2 separate regions of the Mus musculus genome follow, and region 2 is linked to region 1. Evidence: chromatin contacts called from public Hi-C data. All regions are on one chromosome and are shown on one strand. Each heading gives the region's core, a stretch centred on a gene start, on an enhancer-like site or on the middle of the called end of the contact. The rest is flanking DNA. Distances are from core to core; before and after follow the strand shown. Region 1 overlaps Erg (ETS transcription factor). Region 2 holds the start of Brwd1 (bromodomain and WD repeat domain containing 1).

The links. A called contact is a pair of places that touch in the nucleus more often than the background predicts.
Region 2: a contact with region 1 is called in a Hi-C map of hematopoietic stem and progenitor cells, with 6 times the contacts expected there. The contact joins the promoter of Brwd1 here to the enhancer-like site in region 1. A contact is called at or near these places in 1 of 39 promoter capture datasets (pre-B cells), 1 of 484 Hi-C or Micro-C datasets (hematopoietic stem and progenitor cells) and 3 of 115 datasets of contacts at active chromatin or transcription factors (acute myeloid leukemia, bone marrow-derived macrophages and large pre-B cells).

What each region holds. Positions count from the first base shown.
Region 1 is chr16:95,452,530-95,458,408 of GRCm38.p6, reverse strand. All of the region lies in intron 2 of Erg (ETS transcription factor), which reads left to right. Among named protein-coding and RNA genes, the nearest start is that of Erg, 75 kb to the left of the region's middle. Within about 2 kb of position 3,353, at least 30 of the 459 cell types and tissues checked have an H3K27ac peak or open chromatin away from gene starts, as enhancers often do. A contact at or near this core is called in acute myeloid leukemia and hematopoietic stem and progenitor cells, where this site is marked.
Region 2 is chr16:96,079,140-96,085,018 of GRCm38.p6, reverse strand. It overlaps Brwd1 (bromodomain and WD repeat domain containing 1), which reads left to right and starts at 2,591. Exons shown (of 42, transcript NM_145125.3): 1 at 2,591-2,765; 2 at 2,839-2,897; 3 at 3,012-3,041; 4 at 3,146-3,205. The coding sequence starts at 2,717.

The DNA.
Region 1 (5,879 bases), core at 2,104-4,603:
CGATACAGAAATCTGTGGAATTAGTTGTACGGGGAGATGGTGGGTCTGTTAAACTACATTCCAGGCCACCGGGCTTTGGTGACATTCGTAGGAATGAGGAAAGCCAGCAGTCTGTATAGACAAAGGAAGCCAAAGAGTGTGTTTATTCGTTGTGTCTTTAATTTTGTGGCACAGAGATGGCAAGTGACCTATTGTCCAGTAAGGGTTCTGCTTAGCCTGAAAACTCATGAGTATTGGGGTTTGCCCATAATAAAGACGAGGCTAGAAGGTTAGAAACCTTCGCCAGCTGATTATATGTACCGTGGAAACTGTGTTTCAGAGGTCCATGCAGTTTTCAGGTCTCAGGCTGTATCCTGTAATCCAGTAAGGCTCACACCAAAGGCTGCCGTCTGAGAGTTTTCTTTCCCTGGACCCAAGGAGTAGGGCCAGCTGCAATATGGTGACCTAGAGGGGATTTTAGCATTGTGTCTGATAGACTCTAATTTCGGATAAATGAGTAGAAACGACTTATTTTTACAACACCAAATGCTGCTTTTGGGGTTCTGCTCTAGACTCTTTAATTCTATCTATATTTCAGAACAATTAGAATATTCTGTGTAAATCTTAGATAGCTTGAGTAGAAGCTTATTCGGGTTCATCAAACTCCACAAATCAATGCTTTAAAGGGCATGGAAAGAAGAGATTGCCCTGCAGAAGGTGGAATGTGTTTGGACAACTCTCCAACGCATTACACTGTTTCGTTTAAGACCCATGTGTGTGAAGAAGTCACCTTTGAAGTCAGATTGCATTTTTATCTTTTGAATACATTTGGGGACAATTACTTGCTCTTTTTAGGACTCTGTTAATGTGTGAATTCTGTGTCACATGTGTGTAGTGTGTCTCTCCCTACAATAGAAATGACTTCCAGTGAATTCTTTAATGTCCCTTGTTAAAGCTGTCTCTCTTGAGTGGTGAATGACTTGAAGATCAGCTTTCTGTGAGCTTTCCTGGATCAAGTAGTAAGATGATTTTATGGCTTTGTTTGTGACATGGGAAAAGAAGTCTTGAGTCTGTTGGCTGCAATTTTAATTACTCTGGGACAAACCTCAAATTAGCACAGGGCAGTGTCCTCTGAAGTCATGAGACAGTCCCCATAGGGGGATTTTTGGATTGGAAATAAGCTTGGAGTTTTGGGTGTTTCAGTAAATAAATCAATGAGTTCTTTGACTTGCAGACACTCTGGGCTGGTGAAGCTGGCACATCATCACCTCTGTGTGGGATTCCTTTCCTTTAGCCACTCTGCCTAAAGCCCTGTGAGGCACGTTTCTGGTACTCTTGCCTTGCTTTGGCAATTTGAGGTAGAGAGAACATGGCGTTTCATTCGGGAGAGGTAAAGGCATTTTTAGGAAATAGTATTTCTCTCTGCGAAGTCATGGGTTTCAGGATGAGACTGAGGGTTCTAATAAACCAGGACAGCAGCCGAGCCAACATCTGTCTGAGCGCGTTGGGAAGATGGCCGTGAGGACTTCATAGTGCAATACTGAGAGATGCATAACCCTGGAGCCTGTTGCTCCCCACATAACCTTATGAGTTAGGTGTTCGATTCAGCCTTCCAAGGATTTTTCTGAACTTGTTTGTGGTGACATTTGCCTTTTGGGCAGCCCAAGGAATCCTAGGTCTGTACATAGCATCCTGCTTTAAAAAGCATTGGTGGAGGGGAATGGAATAGAGTTATGGTAGAAACAGTCTTATCCTGAACAGTTTAGGAGGCGGTGAAGCCTAGGTTGCAAGCCTTAATGGCCATCATTGGGAAGAGAGGCCCCTTGGTCTTGCAAACTTTATATGCCCCAGTACAGGGGAATGCCAGGGCCAAGAAATGGGAGTGGGTGGGTAGGGGAGTAGGATGGGGCGGGGGGAGAGTATAGGGAACTTTCGGGATAGCATTTGAAATGTAAATAAAGAAAATATCTAACAAAAAAATAAAGTTGAATCTTGTATGCATGCATGTGTATGTGTGTATCTGTAGATTTGTGTGTTTGCACATGTGTGTATGGATTGGTGATATGTGTCTGTAGGTTTGTGGTGTGTGTGTGTGTACGTGGAAGGGCATGGAGGGAACGTGTTTAAACAGCAGCTTGGGTGGAAGCAGTTCAGGAATCAGACAGGATATAGAAATTTCCTAAGGTGCCTAGGCGAGCAGGCTCTGAACAGTTGGAAAGTTCCTAAGGAGGCCCACAGCCCTCTGAGCTGAGGATGGTGAGGGACAGGTCAACTCTGCATGGGCTTTTCATGGATGTGGTTACAGAACTTAGCTAAAGCTGTGCTTGCTGCAGCCGTTTTCCTCGTCTACCTTCCGGCATCCGGGGACTAGACATGGCCTCCCTCGTTCTGCGTTGTGGGGGATTCTGTGACACTGGAAGAAACTCCAGGTGCTGGGTGTTGTTGTTCTTGGTAACTGCCACATCCCAGAGCACAGGGCAGCCCTCCCCTTCTGTTCTAGCCCAAGTTCATTGAAAAGACAGCTTCTCGCTATAACTTTTCTGTGTGCATTTAGGGTATTTAGGGTCACTCTGAGATCCAAGCTGTCTTCTATGATACAGCAGTTATAGCTGCACATGGATGAATCTCAATCTCTCTCTCTCTCTCTCTCTCTCTCTGTGTGTGTGTGTGTGTGTGTGTGTGTGTGTGTGTGTGTGTGTGTGTGTGTGAATGCACAAGCACCTATGCCCACCAGCATCCTGACTCGTGGCCCCAGCAAGCAGAATCGAAAGTGGTTGACTCTCTGGGTGTCATTTAACCCACAGGAGGACTCCCACTCTCTGAGAAATGTTCTAGAACAAAATGATTTTTTCATTATCTGTATCTCCTTTATTTCATTATTATTTTTCCTTCTGAAAAACAGACCTTGATATTTAAAAACATATTCCCAAGCGTGCACACACACACATTCGCGCCAGTGTTTCTTAGAAAAGGATACATAGAAAATACAATAAAACCGGAAAAGCAACTATTCCTCATGCCTTAAGGACAATGTTACTTATGTGAGTTTCCTGCAGCTGAGAGGCATTGATTTAGCCACTAGTGTTCATAAGACTCTGTGGAGATCCACGGGAGTCTCTGAAATGTGTAGTCTCAGAAATTTGCAAATGGTATTGACAGTGTGTGGTGTCAACCACTGTGGCCAGTCTGGTCCAGTTGCTACAGAAACGTCAGCTATGGTAAGATGAAGGGCATTGCTTCCTGCCCTGTCTGGGAACACCATCAGATCACTCCAGAGGCCATATCTTATGTTATATGGGCACATACACCTTGCATTTAAGTGCTCAGCTGTTTGGTGACTCTGTGTGACCCCATCTTTCTCACCATCAGTGTGGCAACCCAGCCTCATGCTGTCGTGAGCTATCTGTAGAGCCTATAGCAGACAAGCAGTAAGTGACAGATGCTGTGCTTGGGACTCATGTCTTTGTCATCCTTTGTGATGAACTGCCGTGCTTTCTGATGCCACTCTTTGTCCTCTACGTATTTCTTCAGGAGGAAAGCCCCCAGCCACAGACTCTGCCTGGATGTTTTCACAGACAGAGTGAACAGTGGGGTCACTTCCAGAAGTCATAACACAGCCTCCAAGCCTGTGGCAGAATATCCTGGGCTAGGGGGACGGTGGGAGCTGGTGATTAGCGTCCTCTTGCAGTAGGTGAAGGTAGAGTGCTTTGGCTGCTCAGGTGACATGGTTAGCCTGTCGCTTCCTCTATTCAGAGACCCAGGACTACATTTAGTGACCCCAAGAGACTTGAATGATGTATCACTCCTTGGTAGCATAATAAGAAGGGTCCTGGGGTCCTTCACTGTCTAGAGTTCTCCATGAACATTTGTGTGTGTGGGGGGGGGCATAATTTTGCTTTGTACAATTTACAGATGTAGAATGAAAGGCATTTTCATTCTAAGGAGAACACAGAGATGTTATAATCTAGATTCTCCACATCCCAGCAGGCCACCCAGGCTGCTGACCTGTGGTGTGATCTTTCTGATTGTATGTGCCTCTTTGTTCTTCTATACAGCTAACTGTTCTGTTTTTGTTTTTGTTGTTGTTGTTGTTGTTGATACTAATTCATACACATTTCACCACCACATCACTTTAAGTTTTTAATAAGCATGATTTTGTGAATTTTGTATTCTATATAAAATAGATATCATTTACAGCTGATGTTGTGTCATGGGAAGTTCCCTCCCTTCATACTCTCATAGCGGCACTGCTATGCATCCTCTACCTGTTTTTTTGTTTTTTGTTTTTTAAAGAGTGTATTTTTGCTTAAAACAGAAACTCTGGGGCCGCCTGTAATTAATGTGTACCTTTAAAATCTTTGCCAAATTTAGAGATTTGGCCCATTTCATAGACTTTCGCTAGAGGCCCTGATTTGCCCACAGCTTCTCGGATATTTGATGTCACCGTTGTCACGGTTGGAGAAGCATGGAAGGTCCTTCTCTTCATTTGATCTGAATTGGTTTCAGCATCTTGTACCTTTTCGTATGACCCTGTCTCTGTTTACAGGGTGATCTGTACTTTTCCCTTTTATGCTTACCCACTGTTTGACCCAGTATGTTTCCCCGTGTGTGTCTCCATGGACCCTGACTGGAGCTGGAGGTGAGCTGCATCTCCCTTTGTCGCTCACACTTCCTTCTGTTTCAGTTCCCCTCTCTCCTGCTTGCCCTGGTTTGTTTGTGTCTATATTCTTAGGAAGCCGCAGGGCTTTGTTCTTAGTAATAACATACACACTTTAGCTTTGTCAGTAGGGGCTGGCAAACTGCAGGGGCCGACAAGTACCAAAACAATGCATATTAACTTAAATTCCTTATACAAAGGAGGTAAGAGGTCAAAATAATGTAGTCATCGTAAAGTCCCATTTCTTTCCTGATCCTACTGAAATAAGATGAATTAAATAGACTTCGTGCTTAAGGGCACACAAGATGGTTTAAAACATGTAGCTCTAAGGACGTTGAGTTTGGGATCCTGTTTGACACCATGACACCCTGAGCCACCTGGCAGGCCTTGCGCTAAATAAACAGGCACAACAACTCAGATGCTCAGAGCAACCGGGCTCTGGAAGCATGGAGAAAAAGCAGGTTTCTCCCTGTCCTTGGGGCTTCTGTCTCACTGTCCTCGGAGGTCTCCTTATGCGGGTTGTGTCCTGTATCTGCAGCGCTGTTTCTCTGCAGAGGACAATGGTGTACTGAATGGTCTGGAACACATTAAGACTCTGGGTAGTGAGAGTTCTTGTAATCATCTACTCTGTCATCTGTTCTTATGTGAAAAAAAAATCCAGCAAACAGCCATCCCGTCACAAGAAGTAGCTAGACGGTGAACTGCTGGAAATCTTGACGGTGACATCTTGCCTCCTCTTGTGTTTGCTTGGCGACAGGGATTGCTTTTGGTGGTTGTTTTAACTTTTTTGAGTTTTAGACATGGTCTTACTCTGTACCTCAGGATGGCCTAGAACTCAAGGCAATCCTCCTGCCTCAGCCTCCCCATGGTCACAATTATAGGTGTGAACCACATTGCTGGCTTAAGAATATCTACATAATATGATTATTTCCTGAGGTACTGGGTATGGAACCCAGAGTTTCATGCATGCTAGGCAAGCGCTCTACTACTCGGCTCCACGCTGTCCTAAGAATTCTTTCCTTATTTGGCTGTATCCAAGGGGTAGAGGTTCCTGATTCCAGTCTGTTGGTGACTGGCTTACATGTCTTCAGCTCAAGTATGAACTTCCTTGATCTGCCTCAGGCGTCAGTAATGAAAACTCAGGTCAGGGGTTTCCGCCTGGCCCCGTGTCGTCTTTCGGCAGGGTGTTGTGGAACTCAGCCCTGGGAGGAACAGGTGCCATGCTGTTGTGTGCAGATAAGTG
Region 2 (5,879 bases), core at 1,342-3,841, 630 kb before region 1:
CTGAAAGCTGTCTTTATGCTGCTGTGTAAGCTGTACTCCTGCCAGGGCTGTTTTTTCCTTCTTTCCTTTCTCAGCCAATGCTGGCACTCCAAGGTCTTGTGCCACTAGGTGCTGTGCCACTGAGTCACATGTCTCATGTCCTCATCTCTGATCTCCTGTAAGGGCTACCATGCTACCTGCCCAGGATTAGAACTTTAATTCCAGACAATGACTAGCATTTGGGATAAAGATTCTTGTAAAACTACACTTTACTTTATGATAGTGTTAGGAAATGTAATACACACGTCCTTGGTCTATATAAACATTTAAAGGAACTGGGGGGATGTTTTAGTGGTCAATAACACTTCACCTTCCAGAGGACCCGGTATGGCACAAGGGAATATTCACATCAGAATGTCAAATAAACTGTTCTAGTTATGGATCTTAACGATTTAACTTTTCAGTCTATGTGAATGTCTGCTTTGCCAGTTTGTGCATATGTGTATCACCTGCAGGTCAGCAGAGGGAGCGATAGAGGGTTGTGAGCCATTGTGTGGTTGCTGGGACTTGAACTCAGGTCCTCTGGAAGAACAGTCAGTGCTCTTAGCCGCTGGGCCATCTCTCCAGGCCCTATCTTTATTACTTTGACTATGGCTTGTGAGCCTACTGCCAGTAGGTTCCCTTGGTGCTACACCAAGTCCATCTCTTTATCCTTATGGCTACAGTTCCAGTGGGTCCTCTTTGATTTACTCTCTCAGGTTTACTAAGTAATATTTTTCTGTATCTTGGTCTCAACTTGCAACCTCTCCTTGACTGGAACGTTCCAGTTTTCCCATTTTCAGCTGGAGACTCTCTGGTTGTGTCCATCAGTCACCCCGAATACTTGAACTAAACCTGTTTTAAAGGGTCTCATGTACCTTGGGGCTCTCCTCAAGCCGTGTGGATAATCATGTCCGTGAACTTCTGAACCTCTGGCCTCTGCCTGTGCTGGGATTAGTGGGTGCTTTGTTTCTGTGCTGCTCTGGATCAAACTCAGGCAAGCCCCCGAGTAAATGACAGAGTTCTTTGGCTTTCTCCTTCAGTTGCATGACATCCCCAGAGGAGTGAAAGTTCCATACCTTTCCCTCAGGCAAGTTGGTTTTTATCCCAGTGCCCTAAATCTTATCACTATAGTTCACCTTTCCCTTAAAGGACGCCAAACTGTTTCCATGGGAACGGTGGAGTTTACTGTTCCATTTTATCTTACCACTTGGTGTTTGCTGAGTTAGGATTACTCTGAATAGGTGGGCCATCTACATATTCATATGTACTTTCCATGTAATTAATGAAAGTCAACTCAGAGGCTGGAAATGCGTATTAGTTCATAAAATCCTTGAGCTCTGGAAGGAGCCGCACTGTTGGCTACAATTTACAGATAAGGCCAATTGAGACAGAGGTTAAGTGATTTGCCTAGGATCATACACCTGATAGTTGGAGCCAGTCTAAGGTTCACTGCCCGGGCACGACTGGGACACCTCGTTCTGCCTCCGCACGCAGGCACTAGAATGACTAGCTGGTACAACGCCTTGGTCACAAGACAGGACTCCTACAAATGACCTTGCTCGGTCAGCCCTTCGCAGGGGCGCAGGGGTTAAGAAAAGAATGCGGAGCCACCCTAGCACTATGTCCTAAGCCTAAGGAAAAGAAACAGCCGAACCACCCTAGACTCTTTATAGACACAAACAATTCCCTTGCCGCACCCTAGCCCGCGACAGGAGCTCGCTTTCCCGTTGGAAGACGACTGTCTTTTGGTGTTTGGGAATAAAGAGCCGAGGTCGTTTGAGGTCAGGCCTCTTTTTCTGACTCTCTGCTGCCCGATAAATCTAACAATGGCCATGTTTAGTTCTGTTCTGCACTCTACGTCAGAGCTTGTCAGCGCACACTGGACGTGGTGAAACAGATCCGGTTGGGTCAGGAGCCTAGAGCGGTAATTAGGGGGATTTTTCTGTAACTCTTCCACCCCTCCAACAAAACGACTGACACTTGTGGCCGCAGCCCGTTTCCCACGGGCCCTCTGAGTTCCCGTCAAGTCATCGCGGACTCCCAGATTCCGTCACCCGTACCGGGCATCTTTAACCCATCGCGGGGCGCGGGACGCGGGGCGGCGGGAGGTCGGGAGGGCAGCGGGTAAGGTGGTGTCGCAGCCTCCGCTCTGGGTTCAGCCACCCTCCTGCAGAGCTCCTCCCCAGCCTCAGGGTCTTCAGGCCCAGCCCAGGTGACCGTCCTCCCAGGCTCCGCCCTGCCCTGCCCCGCCCCGCCCCCTCCACTCCAGCTCGCCGTACCGCCTCCGCCGCCGCACAAAGGCCGGCGGCCGCCTCACCGCGCGCAGGAATCCGGCCACGCGCGCCCCAGCCCCCCCACCCCCCGCCCCGCGGACGCAGCCCCGGCTGGCTCGCCGCCCCCTTTTGCGCTTCACGCCCCCGACGCACAGGACGCCGAGGCGAGGCCCGCCTCCCAGCCAAGGAGCCACATCCGCGTCGTGCCACGCCGCCGGCTCCCCGCGGGGGGACTACTTCGCTCCCCGCCCCTCGGTCCCGCGCGACTTCCTGCCGCGGACGCGTCGGTGCGCGGCGCGCACGGCATGGCGGCGGCGGCGCGCGCCTGAGGAGCTGGGGGTACGCCGGCCCGGTCAGGCCTCGGCGCGGCCTACGCGCTCCACTTGTTCGCTGGTCCGCTCGCTCCCGCCCGGCGCCCCGCCATGGCGGAGCCTTCGCCGGCCCGACGTCCGGTGCCTCTCATCGAGTCGGGTAAGACACGGCCGCGCGTCCCCTGCCCGGTGTCGCGCAGCCGCCGCTGACCGTCCCTGTCTTCTCCCCGCAGAGCTGTACTTTCTCATCGCCCGCTACCTCTCAGCTGGCCCGTGTCGCCGAGCGGCGCAGGTGAGTGCCGGCTGGGCGAGCGGGCGGGCGGGCGAGCGAGCGAACCGGGGGCGAACGAACCGGGGGTGAGCGGGGCAGCTGACGGGGTCTGACCGCGCGTCTTCTCTGCCGCAGGTGCTGGTGCAGGAGCTGGAGCAGTACCAGGTCGGTCCGCCGCCCCCGCGTCCCCGTCCCCGCCCCCGCGTCCCGGTCCCGCCCGGCCTCCCGGCCGCGGTGGTCACCCGGACGCCTTTCGTGTCTCATTCCAGCTGTTGCCGAAGAGGTTGGACTGGGAGGGCAACGAGCACAACAGGAGCTACGAGGAATTGGTGAGCAGCTCCCGCGTCCTCCGCGCGCCCGCGCCCCCCAGCCGGGTCTCTGCTCCCCTGCGGGCGCCGCGGGGCCGCGCCCGGGGGTGGTCTCTGGTGGTCCGGCGTCCCGGGGCGACGGGCCCGACCCCCGAGGGCTCGCGGTGGCGGGGTGGGGGGCGGGATTTGGCAGAAAATGGTTTTGGGGGCGGTGCCGGGCGCAGGCGGGGGCGCCCCTGGCTCGCGGCCGGGCTGGGGCTCCAGGTGCGGCCGCCAGCCACTGAGAGGGGCGCTCTCATCTCTCTCCCTTCCCGATTTGTAACTCGAGCTCTCATTGGTCTCTCCTTTCTCTGCCCCGCCCAGACTTTCAGACCTCTTGTTCCCCAGGAATAGAGAGAGAGTCCTTAGTCTCCCAAGGTGGAGAAATGGCCCCTTCCTGTACTGTACTCCCTTCCTCTGTAGGATCGCACAGAGTTCTCCGTGGTGAATATGTCAGTGCGGCACCCCTGCTTCCCCGACCCGTGCACTGTGTGTTGACTGCCTTTAGAAAGTTGGCTCACACTTGATCTTGCTGTATGTAGCGGTTCAGGCTTTAAGTTGACATCCGTCAGTCGGTGTATTTATTTTTTGAGACAGGGTGTCATTACGTACCACTGTCTTGCCTTGAACTCGGGTAGGCCAGGCTGGCCTTGAATTCATTTCCTGCTTCTGAGAGCTCGGACTAAGCTCTCAGAAGCAGTTGTGTGTGCCTGTCTTAACATTTCCGAGGAGTGGTAACTTGCGGATTACATTTATTTTCCTTTGCCTTATTTTCCCTACTTGCTTAGAGGTTCTTGTGTATAGTTGAGTTTTATCCAGGTAACAGAGGCTTTGGGTGTTTATCGTTAACGAAGCACAAATGTTGCAGGAGAATATCTTCGACAATTTTAAGATAAAAGACTCACACTGAGCATATTGGTTACAGAAGGTTGAGATGAGTGTGTGCTGTTGATGTTTGGCTGCACAGCCCCGTTTGGCTTGGACTTGCAGTCCTGCTTCACTCATCCTCTGCTGGGTCGGGATTACAGGAGAGCTCACTGACTTCACCATGTGTCCAAGACCAGTAGTGAACAAAAAGTCAGCCAGGGCGTCAGTCATGCATGTGGGCAGTTCATTCTCTATACCTTGTTTTCCAGGGCTAAGGAGTTAACTGGATAACTAGAGGGCTCAGCAGAACAGGGCAGGAGTGCTAAAGCAGCGGTTCTCAACCCACGGGACCCACCCTTTGGGGGGGTTGCATGTCAGATATCGACATTGCAGTTCATAACAGTAGTAAAATTACAGTTAAGTAGCAACGAGAATAACTATGGTTGGGGGTCACCCCAACATGAACTGTGCAGGGCTGCAGGGCCGCGGCGTTAGGAAGGCTGAGGACCACTGGTCTAGAGCCTCTACCATTGTCCTTTCCACAGCCAGGTGTTGGCCGTGACAGGTGCAGTTGCTGAGTAAAACGGGGTTGCTGGTTTGTTGTTTAATTTGACTTTTGAGAGTTATTTTTAAGAAGCAAATGTTCAGGTGGGTAAGATGACTTATCTATAAAACTACTTTCTGTTACCCCTAACGATGTGAGTTTACTCCTGGGGACCCCGAGTGGAGGAGGGAGAGATCCTACTTCCACAAGTGGGCCTCTGCATTCCACCCTCAAGCCATGGCACACATGTACAGGCATGCAATGCCCTTTTCTTTTGTCTTTTTTGTTTTTTTGTTTGTTTGTTTGTTTTGACAGGGTTTCCTCTGAGTAGTTTGTTTTTTCCCTCCCCCTGACACCACCTACCTCTTTTTTTTTTTTTTTTTCAGTGTTTCTCTTTGTAGCCCTGTCTGTTCTAGAACTTGCTTTATAGACCAGGCTGGCCTCAGATTCAACATAGATCCACCTGCCTCTGCCTCCCAAGTGCTGGGATTAAAGGCGTGTGCCACTATGCCCAGCCAAGTCTGTTTTCTTCTGTATGAAATTTTAAAAGGTTTGTAGGATGGGTAGGTGCTGGAATGTGAATCCAATCTGTCTCCTAGTGCTGTACCCACAGGCAGGGTTTAACCACACACGTTTTCTACGGGACAGGGACCTGATTCTGATTTACAACCCCAGGAGAGCTCAGCTTCTTTATAGCCACACCCCCTTCCTATCTACCTCCTGGGTCTAAGGAACGTCTAACAGTTTCACTTGTGTTAATGCAGAGCACAGCCTTTGAGTGAAGAAAGCCAAGCTGTTGGGACACTGCTGCCCTACTGGGGGGGGGGGCGGGGGACGGGGGGACGTTAGAGGCACAGAGATAGATAGGGCCCTGGTGCTGAAAGGTCTGAGGGAACTGTCTTCTGTCATGCTGCTTGTCACCTGGCTGGTCACTGCTAGGGTATCGTCTCCTCCTCACCCTTTCCTTTCCCGTGGTGGGTGAGGACAGGGTGCAGGCCTGGGTTGTGGAGGTGGACCTCACTGAGCAGTCTGCTGGCCCTGGATTGGTATAGTTTTGGTGAGGATGTACGTGTAGCTTCTAGACTTCAGATGCTCTCACTTTCTTTAGTATTTAGATGAGTTTTATTTGAAGCCTACACAAAGTGGGAGTTGTTCCCCACATACTCACAGATTGCAGTTTACCATTTGCTGTGTTTCTGTTTTCGTCTGAGGCATTGTATTCTAATTCCCATCAGCGAAATCTTC